Regions from separate parts of the Zea mays genome. Here region 2 is linked to region 1. Evidence: chromatin contacts called from public Hi-C data. All regions are on one chromosome and are shown on one strand. The core of a region is the stretch at or near the end of the contact, and the rest is flanking DNA. Distances in the headings are between cores, read along the strand shown. Region 1 holds the start of LOC100196928 (heat shock protein HSP82). Region 2 has its middle 110 kb from the start of LOC103641418.

Region 1 (3,822 bases), core at 1,168-3,667:
CACAAATGAACTATTGGGTAGACTTGCGATTGTTGTACCTGGTTTTGGGATTAATGTTATATTTGAATTATGATCATGTTCCAATTATGTTGTTGTTTTTAATTATTGTTCATGACAAGATCATTATGTTAATTGTAACATGGAGCTTAACTTGAGATAACTGTACTACCACAAGGGTGGAATGCAACACCCTTGGTCGCCTAATTAGGAAAGCTAGTGGAGGACTACTTACCAGAAAGGGGTAAGGGCGGTAGAGGAGCTACGGTATAGGGAAGTTCTCGGGTCGATCATGCTGCGATGGCTTTTTGGACGAGGGATTACTATATTTCCCTCCTCAGAAACCTTAGCGGGTTTTCTGAAGCTCGTGGAACTTTGTAAAGGCCTCATAGTGCTACCCTGGCTTGTCTCCTCGGTAGAGATGAATGGAAAGTCGCGATCCCTTGGCAAATGGGTAACACGACTTGTGGGTAAAGGGTGCAACCTCTGCAAAGTGTAAAACTGGTATATCAGCCGTGTTCACGGTCAAGAGCGGGTCACGACTCTCGCATGATTAATTTATAGAACTAAATTCAATCTGTCATTTGCATGCATTGTGGGTGTTATTATTAATTGTGATCTCTTATTTAATTGGGTTGGTATCTACTTACACTTAGTAACTGTTAATAAAATTTTGACCAACTTTAAAAGCAATGCTCAGCTTTAACCATCTCCTTTAAGAGCCTTACACTTCACATGAGCCCCACTGTAAGTGAGCTCATGCACATTATTCCCACAACTTATTGAGCGGTGAATGTATGTGAGCTCACCCTTATTGTACTCACATCCCCCTAGGTCAAGAGCAGGTACGCAAGATGAGGAGCGTGAAGGATGTCGCGATGAGTTCGTGAGAAGTCTAGGCTGTTGTCTCCCAGTCAACTATGATTGCTCGTTGTCTTCGTATGATGTAATTGTTTAAATATTTTGTACATAACTCCATTATATATTAAATACGTGACATTCGTTTCTATAACATGAGTCATCATATGTATGAGATTTGATCCCAACACACATTTGATTCGCTCCTGGGTTTGCCCCTTAAATCCGGGTGTGACAGCTATGCTTTTATTATATGCACTTTGATCTATATGATATTAATGACTTCGGTCTGTAATAATATTACTTGTTCTTTATGATTACTTAAAGCATTGTGTGATTATGAGTCATTTATGTAATTGTCGTGTACGTGAATTCTGATCCTGTCACGTACATGATTCGTATTCGGTTTAACTTGTAAAACCGGGTGTGACACCTTACATGTCTCAGTTGTGTTTTTTATTCGGGGTAGACTTCTTTGAAAGTTCTGGTACTTGTTCATGTGTATGATTCAGCTCGTGGTTACGAATATTCATAGGATCGTTGGTATGATACGCACCGTACATCGAATTTAGGATGTTTCTATGAATGGCTCACCATTTATCTGGCCCGTGGTTTAGTTTATGGTAGTCCTTGTGGCTCTCTGGTCCGTTTCTGCACCTTTGGTCATACACATGACATGTGTTGATTTAGGACTAATGATAATGTTCTAAACTATGCTTTAGGTAGATTTATTTTTTGGTTGCTTTTGATGCACCTTTATTTACTTATTTTCAACCTACTCAAAAAATATGACAAGAGGCGACCAATGCAACCAGCATGGGCCGATCAACGCGATTAGACTGAAATTGGATGTTTTATTTGTTGTTGTGCATCTCCCTCAGGTTGATAAGTCAAGTCAGGTGACACGCATGGAACATGACCACCTCTAGCACTCAGAGGTGGTCAAAGCAGCGTTCAAGAGAGACGATCGCAACAAAAACATATCTCCAGGATCCACGTATAACGATCGCCCGTATGTTTCTCATGACGACAAGAACAATATTTAAAATACTAGATAAATAATATTAAATTCTAAAGTTTATAGTGTATCTATTTAATGCTATAGGTTTTATATATTTTAATATTTTTAGTTAAATTTAGAATATGTTGACTTTTTAAAGATTTTTCAATTTAAAATAGAGAAAATAAGTTTTATCCAATTCAGCCCATGAGTATATTCAGCTGAAATGGGAATCCGGCCCATACACGAGCATAATCAGTTGGAAGATTCGAACGAACTGGGCCACTAGTCTCAGTTTGATCCGTTGCGTTCGGCTCCCCCTTCCATCCATCTGAAGAAACCAGAAGACCGCGGAAGCTTCCGGCCGTCCCACCGCCACACGCCCAACAGTCCAACACCAAGACAGAGAGGTGAAGGCTCTGGAACAGCCGGGAGTACGCGAAACAGAGTAGGGCAGGAAAGCTTGCGAACACACTGGAACACCTGCGAACTCTCCCTGCGATCAACCGCGTTTGTATAAAGCAAAGCCACCTGTTCGTCCGGCCTGTCCATCGGCGTGACACGAAACCAAGCAACAATTGAGTGATCGATCCATCACCTCTCTCTCTCTTTCAGCAAATCTATCCGCGACAACTAAGCATTCGATTCTCCGACAACAACAAGCAGGGTAATGGCGTCTGCGGACGTGCACATGGCTGGCGGTGCGGAGACGGAGACCTTCGCATTCCAGGCCGAGATCAACCAGCTGCTCTCCCTCATCATCAACACCTTCTACTCGAACAAGGAGATCTTCCTCAGAGAGCTCATCTCCAACGCATCGGATGTAAGCTCTTCCTTCCCGATCAAGCCATCCTCTGTTCTCATTTCATTTTCGACACTTGAAATGCTCTGCTTTACATTACACCAACAACAAGCTAATCCGTGACAATGGCAATGGCATTCCATTGCAGGCGCTTGACAAGATCCGCTTCGAGAGCCTGACGGACAAGTCGAAGCTGGACGCGCAGCCGGAGCTCTTCATCCGGCTCGTCCCGGACAAGGCCAGCAAGACGCTGTCCATCATCGACTCCGGCGTGGGCATGACCAAGTCCGACCTGGTCAACAACCTCGGCACCATCGCGCGGTCGGGCACCAAGGAGTTCATGGAGGCGCTTGCCGCGGGCGCCACCGACGTGTCGATGATCGGCCAGTTCGGCGTCGGCTTCTACTCCGCCTACCTCGTCGCGGACAGGGTCATGGTCACCACCAAGCACAACGACGACGAGCAGTACGTGTGGGAGTCCCAGGCCGGCGGGTCCTTCACCGTCACGCATGACACCACGGGGGAGCGACTCGGCCGGGGCACCAAGATCACGCTCTTCCTCAAGGACGACCAGCTCGAGTACCTGGAGGAGCGCCGCCTCAAGGACCTCGTCAAGAAGCACTCGGAGTTCATCAGCTACCCCATCTACCTGTGGACGGAGAAGACCACCGAGAAGGAGATCAGTGACGACGAGGAGGAGGACAACAAGAAGGAGGAGGAGGGCGACGTCGAGGAGGTGGACGACGAGGACAAGGACGCCAAGGATAAGAGCAAAAAGAAGAAGAAGGTGAAGGAGGTGAGCCACGAGTGGGTGCAGATCAACAAGCAGAAGCCCATCTGGCTCCGCAAGCCCGAGGAGATCACGCGCGAGGAGTACGCCTCCTTCTACAAGTCTCTGACCAACGACTGGGAGGACCACCTCGCCGTGAAGCACTTCTCGGTGGAGGGGCAGCTGGAGTTCAAGGCCATCCTGTTCGTGCCCCGCCGCGCGCCCTTCGACCTGTTCGACACGCGCAAGAAGCTCAACAACATCAAGCTCTACGTCCGCCGCGTCTTCATCATGGACAACTGCGAGGAGCTCATCCCGGAGTGGCTGGGCTTCGTGAAGGGCGTGGTGGACTCGGATGACCTGCCGCTCAACATCTCCCGCGAGACGCTGCAGCAG
Region 2 (3,944 bases), core at 1,422-3,921, 150 kb after region 1:
CCTTTATAACACACGAGATCACCATATCATCTCTATGTGGGTAATCTTTGAGACGAAGGTCCTCTTGGGAGAATGTTATGGGAATATGAGACCAGTTTGTTTTGGTGTAGGGTCCTTGGACACCCACATGGTGTGCCCTTCTTTGAACTTCTTTCCTCTACTTTTTATTGCTAGGTTTGAACCTCGAGCCCTTAGTGATAGGGAGCACAAGCTTCTTCGAGTTTGATGACGAAGCTTGTTGGCTTGCTATGCTCTTCATCATGGTCGAGAAATCACTAGAGGTGGGCACCAATGTTGGTCACTTGTTTTAAAATTGAAAGCCTCTCCCTTCAATTAATTCTTCTTTGATGGTTAATTCAAGGGAGAAGATGAAGGATGTGACAATAAGATGATAAAACAATATGCAAATCAAGAAGAGTAAAATATATTACTCATCGTAACGCCCTGAATTTGGGGGTATAAAATTTCTTCTACAATATTCACCAAATTCAGGTGTTACCTTCTTTCTCTCTTTCTTTTCTTCTCCTTTCTCCCATTTTCAAAGTAATATAGAGATTTATGTCCATGCTATGTGTAAGCAAAACCCTAAGGTGATATCATTGTTGCATCATGCTGGAGCATATTTATTTTTGTTTGATGTCGTGAATAGGTGTCCATCCATTTAATTTAGAATTCTATTCGGTAAGTGAATTTAATTAGAAAGAAACGAGGATGATTAGAGGAAGGAAGAGGAGAAGCGGCCCGGCGTGCCCCCCCCCCTCGCCCGCGGCCCCTGCTGTCACACCCGGATTTAAGGGGTAAACCTAGGTGCGTCTCAAATGTATGCCAAAGAAGGAAAATACATATAATGACTAAGTATATAGAGATAAATGTCACAAATATTATTAAATTGTGGAAGTGTCTTACAAAAATAAATGATAACGAATAAGCGAACTAATATTATTTCTTGGCGCCATTAAGCTGACTGGGAGACGCCACCTAGACTTCCTCGTACTCCTCATAGTAGTCCTCCTACTGGGGGGCTTTATTTATGGCAAGGGTGAGCTCACAAAAGATCATAGCTCAACAAGTTGTGGGGAATAATGTGCATGAACTCACCAAAGGTGGGAGCTCATGTGAAGTGTAAGGCTGATCAACAAATAATGGTTAAAGTTGAGCATTGCTTTTAATAAGTTGGTCAAATTTTATTAGCAGTTACTAAGTATAAGTAAATACCAACCCAAATAATGAGATATCATAATTAATAAATAAACCACAATGCGATGCAAATGACCAATTAAATTTAATTCCATAAGTTACTCATGTGAGGGTCTGAGTCGTTCATGACCGTGAGCACGGCTGATATACCAGTTTTACACTCTGCAGAGGTTGCACATCTTTATCCACAAGTCATGTTACCCATCTGCCATGGGGTTGTACGGGCCCCATACACATCTACCAAGGAAGCAAGGCAGGGTAACACTATGAGGCCTTTACAAAGTTCCATTAGCTTCAGAAAACTCGCTACGGTTTCTAAGGAGCACAATATAGAAATCCCCCGTCTAAAATGCCATCTCAGCAAGATCAACCTGAGAACCTCCCTATACCAAGAACTCCCCTACCGCCCTTGCCCCTATCGGGTAAGGTAGTCCTCCACTAGCTTTCCTAATTAGTTAGCCAAGGGCGTCCCATACCACCCTTGTGGTAGCACTGTTTTCCCAGGTGGTTCTCCCTGTTCCAATTAACAAAATGATCTTATCATGAATAGTACAAAACTCATTTGTAATAAAAGCATGATCACGAATAATGTGTATCTTAACACCCAAAACCACATAAAGCAATAGCATATACTACCCAAAAGTTCAGTGGTAAACAAGGTGTAAAGATGACCAAACTAGGGTGACCTATTGGGTCCCATCAAAATTAACCTAGCATATCATAATGATTAACAGGAACATTATTGGGTAAAGAAAAGTGATCAAGGGCAAAACTTGCCTTCAACGAGCTCCTACTCAGTATTTTCCACCTGATGAGTACCGGGATCCTCGGTTGCTTGCTCGTCTAATCGCAACAATATAAACAAACATGGTATAGGAGATTTTAACATCACACCAAACATGAAAACATATTGTATAATAATGTTATACGCATCGTAATTAGATCGTGGGTTTGAGAATCACTAAATTCAGAGTTACGATTAAAGAGTTATGATTTTCCGAAGTTTTAAATGTTAAGTATAGAATAAATTAAGTGCATAATTCTAACCTATATTTTATGATGAAACAGGGTTACCATGTGATAAACAACATTAATATGAATTTAATGCAACTGGAATGAATAAAAAAGGATTTAAAATGAATTTCTTATAAATTAAACAAGGTTCTGGAATTATTTCTATACTAAAAATTATTTTATGAATTACTTTATTCCATTTATTCACTCCCTGGGCTGTGACCATAAATACAGGGGAACCTAGGGTCTAAATTACAATTTACAGGGACCTAGTCATAATTTCTTTTGAACTAATCTGGACGGTGGGTTTATTCCCTAAAAGATCGAGGACTCTAATGCAAAACGTAGCCCGCGAAGGGGTATCTTTTGTTTCTGGCCGATGGATCAAAGATGTGCATCCCAGATTAAGTCGGCTCAATATGCGAACCGCTATCCACACGTGACCCTCTGATCCCATATCTACGACCACGATTTAATGAAGTACGATTGTAAGTCCATTCCATCTGATCCCGATCGGACGCACCTGAGCAATCCGAACGAAATGATACGAGTGATCTAATCACACCCACATACCCCGAGATCTACGGTTCACACGGCGACACCCTTTGGTTAAATATCGATGGCTCATCCACTAATCAAAGGGGAAGATTTCTTGGATCAACCGTTTACAAGAGGTCTGGCCCTAGCCTTTGATCAAGGGATCAACGGTCCACAGAGATCCCCCTAGCTCCCGACGCCGGCGGCGAGAGCTCACCAATTCCCGCACGGCGGTGCCATTGCAGCGCATGGTCCTACGCCTCCCTAGCGTTCCTCCTCCACTGAAAACCTTAAATATGTAATGCAGAAGATAAAGTGGATTGGGTCTCAAGGTTTTACCGATGGATGAGGCGGCGACTGTTCCGATTCACAGCGTTACACTTCCCTTCGCCTCCGATGGGCTTGCGCAGGTACCCGCGCACACCCGATAACCGGTGAACACCTCTGGTGAGGCACGGTAGGGCACAACGAACCTTTCCTCCCCCACGACAGAGACCCCGGCGTCGTTGGCATGGTTTCCCTGCACCAACCCGAGGTCTTTCTCTCTCTCCCACGCTATCTTTGCTCCGGCGAACTCGCGAGGTCCCTCTACGGTGGTGGTCGCGAGGAGCAGCAAGGAGTAGGAAGGGGAGGATCCAGGTCATGGCTTCCTAAATAGGCGTGGATTAGGCTCGGGCGTATTAACGAACCGCGCGACATCGACGTGACCCCGCCATGCATGGTGCGCTCGTTGAGAGGGAGGGAGAAGACCTCCCGGACCCACCCGCCAGCGGCTGTGAGACCCGAGCGTGGCGCAGCTATGACTCACCCGTGGGCCCCGCCATGGGCTGAGTAGTGCAATTATCTGGGCCGAGGAGTCAATAATTCGGCCTAGGCGCAGGAAGCTCCATTTTTTTCTTTTCTTTTATATTTTCTGTTTTGTTTTTTCACTTAGATTCATAATTTGAATTCAAATTCAAACTAGGGTTCCTCTTTTAGATTAAATGCACCACTCAAAAACATCAGCATGAGATACACATTTCTTTATTAATTTATTGGTTACTTGACTAATTTGATTCCATTATTGAATATGCACAAAGGGAGGAAACCAATTAATCTGCAAGGGTTCCAAAAATCCCCAAAACACTAACACACAAATATATTTATGTATTTATATCATTATTTTTCTCTGATACAAATTTGGGCTTTACACCTGC

What was found. Hi-C and Micro-C count contacts between places; a contact is called where the count stands out from the background.
Region 2: a contact with region 1 is called in a Hi-C map of leaf, with 5 times the contacts expected there. The contact joins the enhancer-like site here to the promoter of LOC100196928 in region 1.

The regions. Positions count from the first base shown.
Region 1 is chr10:95,650,877-95,654,698 of Zm-B73-REFERENCE-NAM-5.0, forward strand. It overlaps LOC100196928 (heat shock protein HSP82), which reads left to right and starts at 2,418. Exons shown (of 2, transcript NM_001141944.3): 1 at 2,418-2,678; 2 at 2,806-3,822. The coding sequence starts at 2,526.
Region 2 is chr10:95,797,585-95,801,528 of Zm-B73-REFERENCE-NAM-5.0, forward strand. No RefSeq gene overlaps it. Among protein-coding and RNA genes, the nearest start is that of LOC103641418, 110 kb to the left of the region's middle. Within about 2 kb of position 2,672, at least 17 of the 20 cell types and tissues checked have an H3K27ac peak or open chromatin away from gene starts, as enhancers often do. A contact at or near this core is called in leaf, where this site is marked.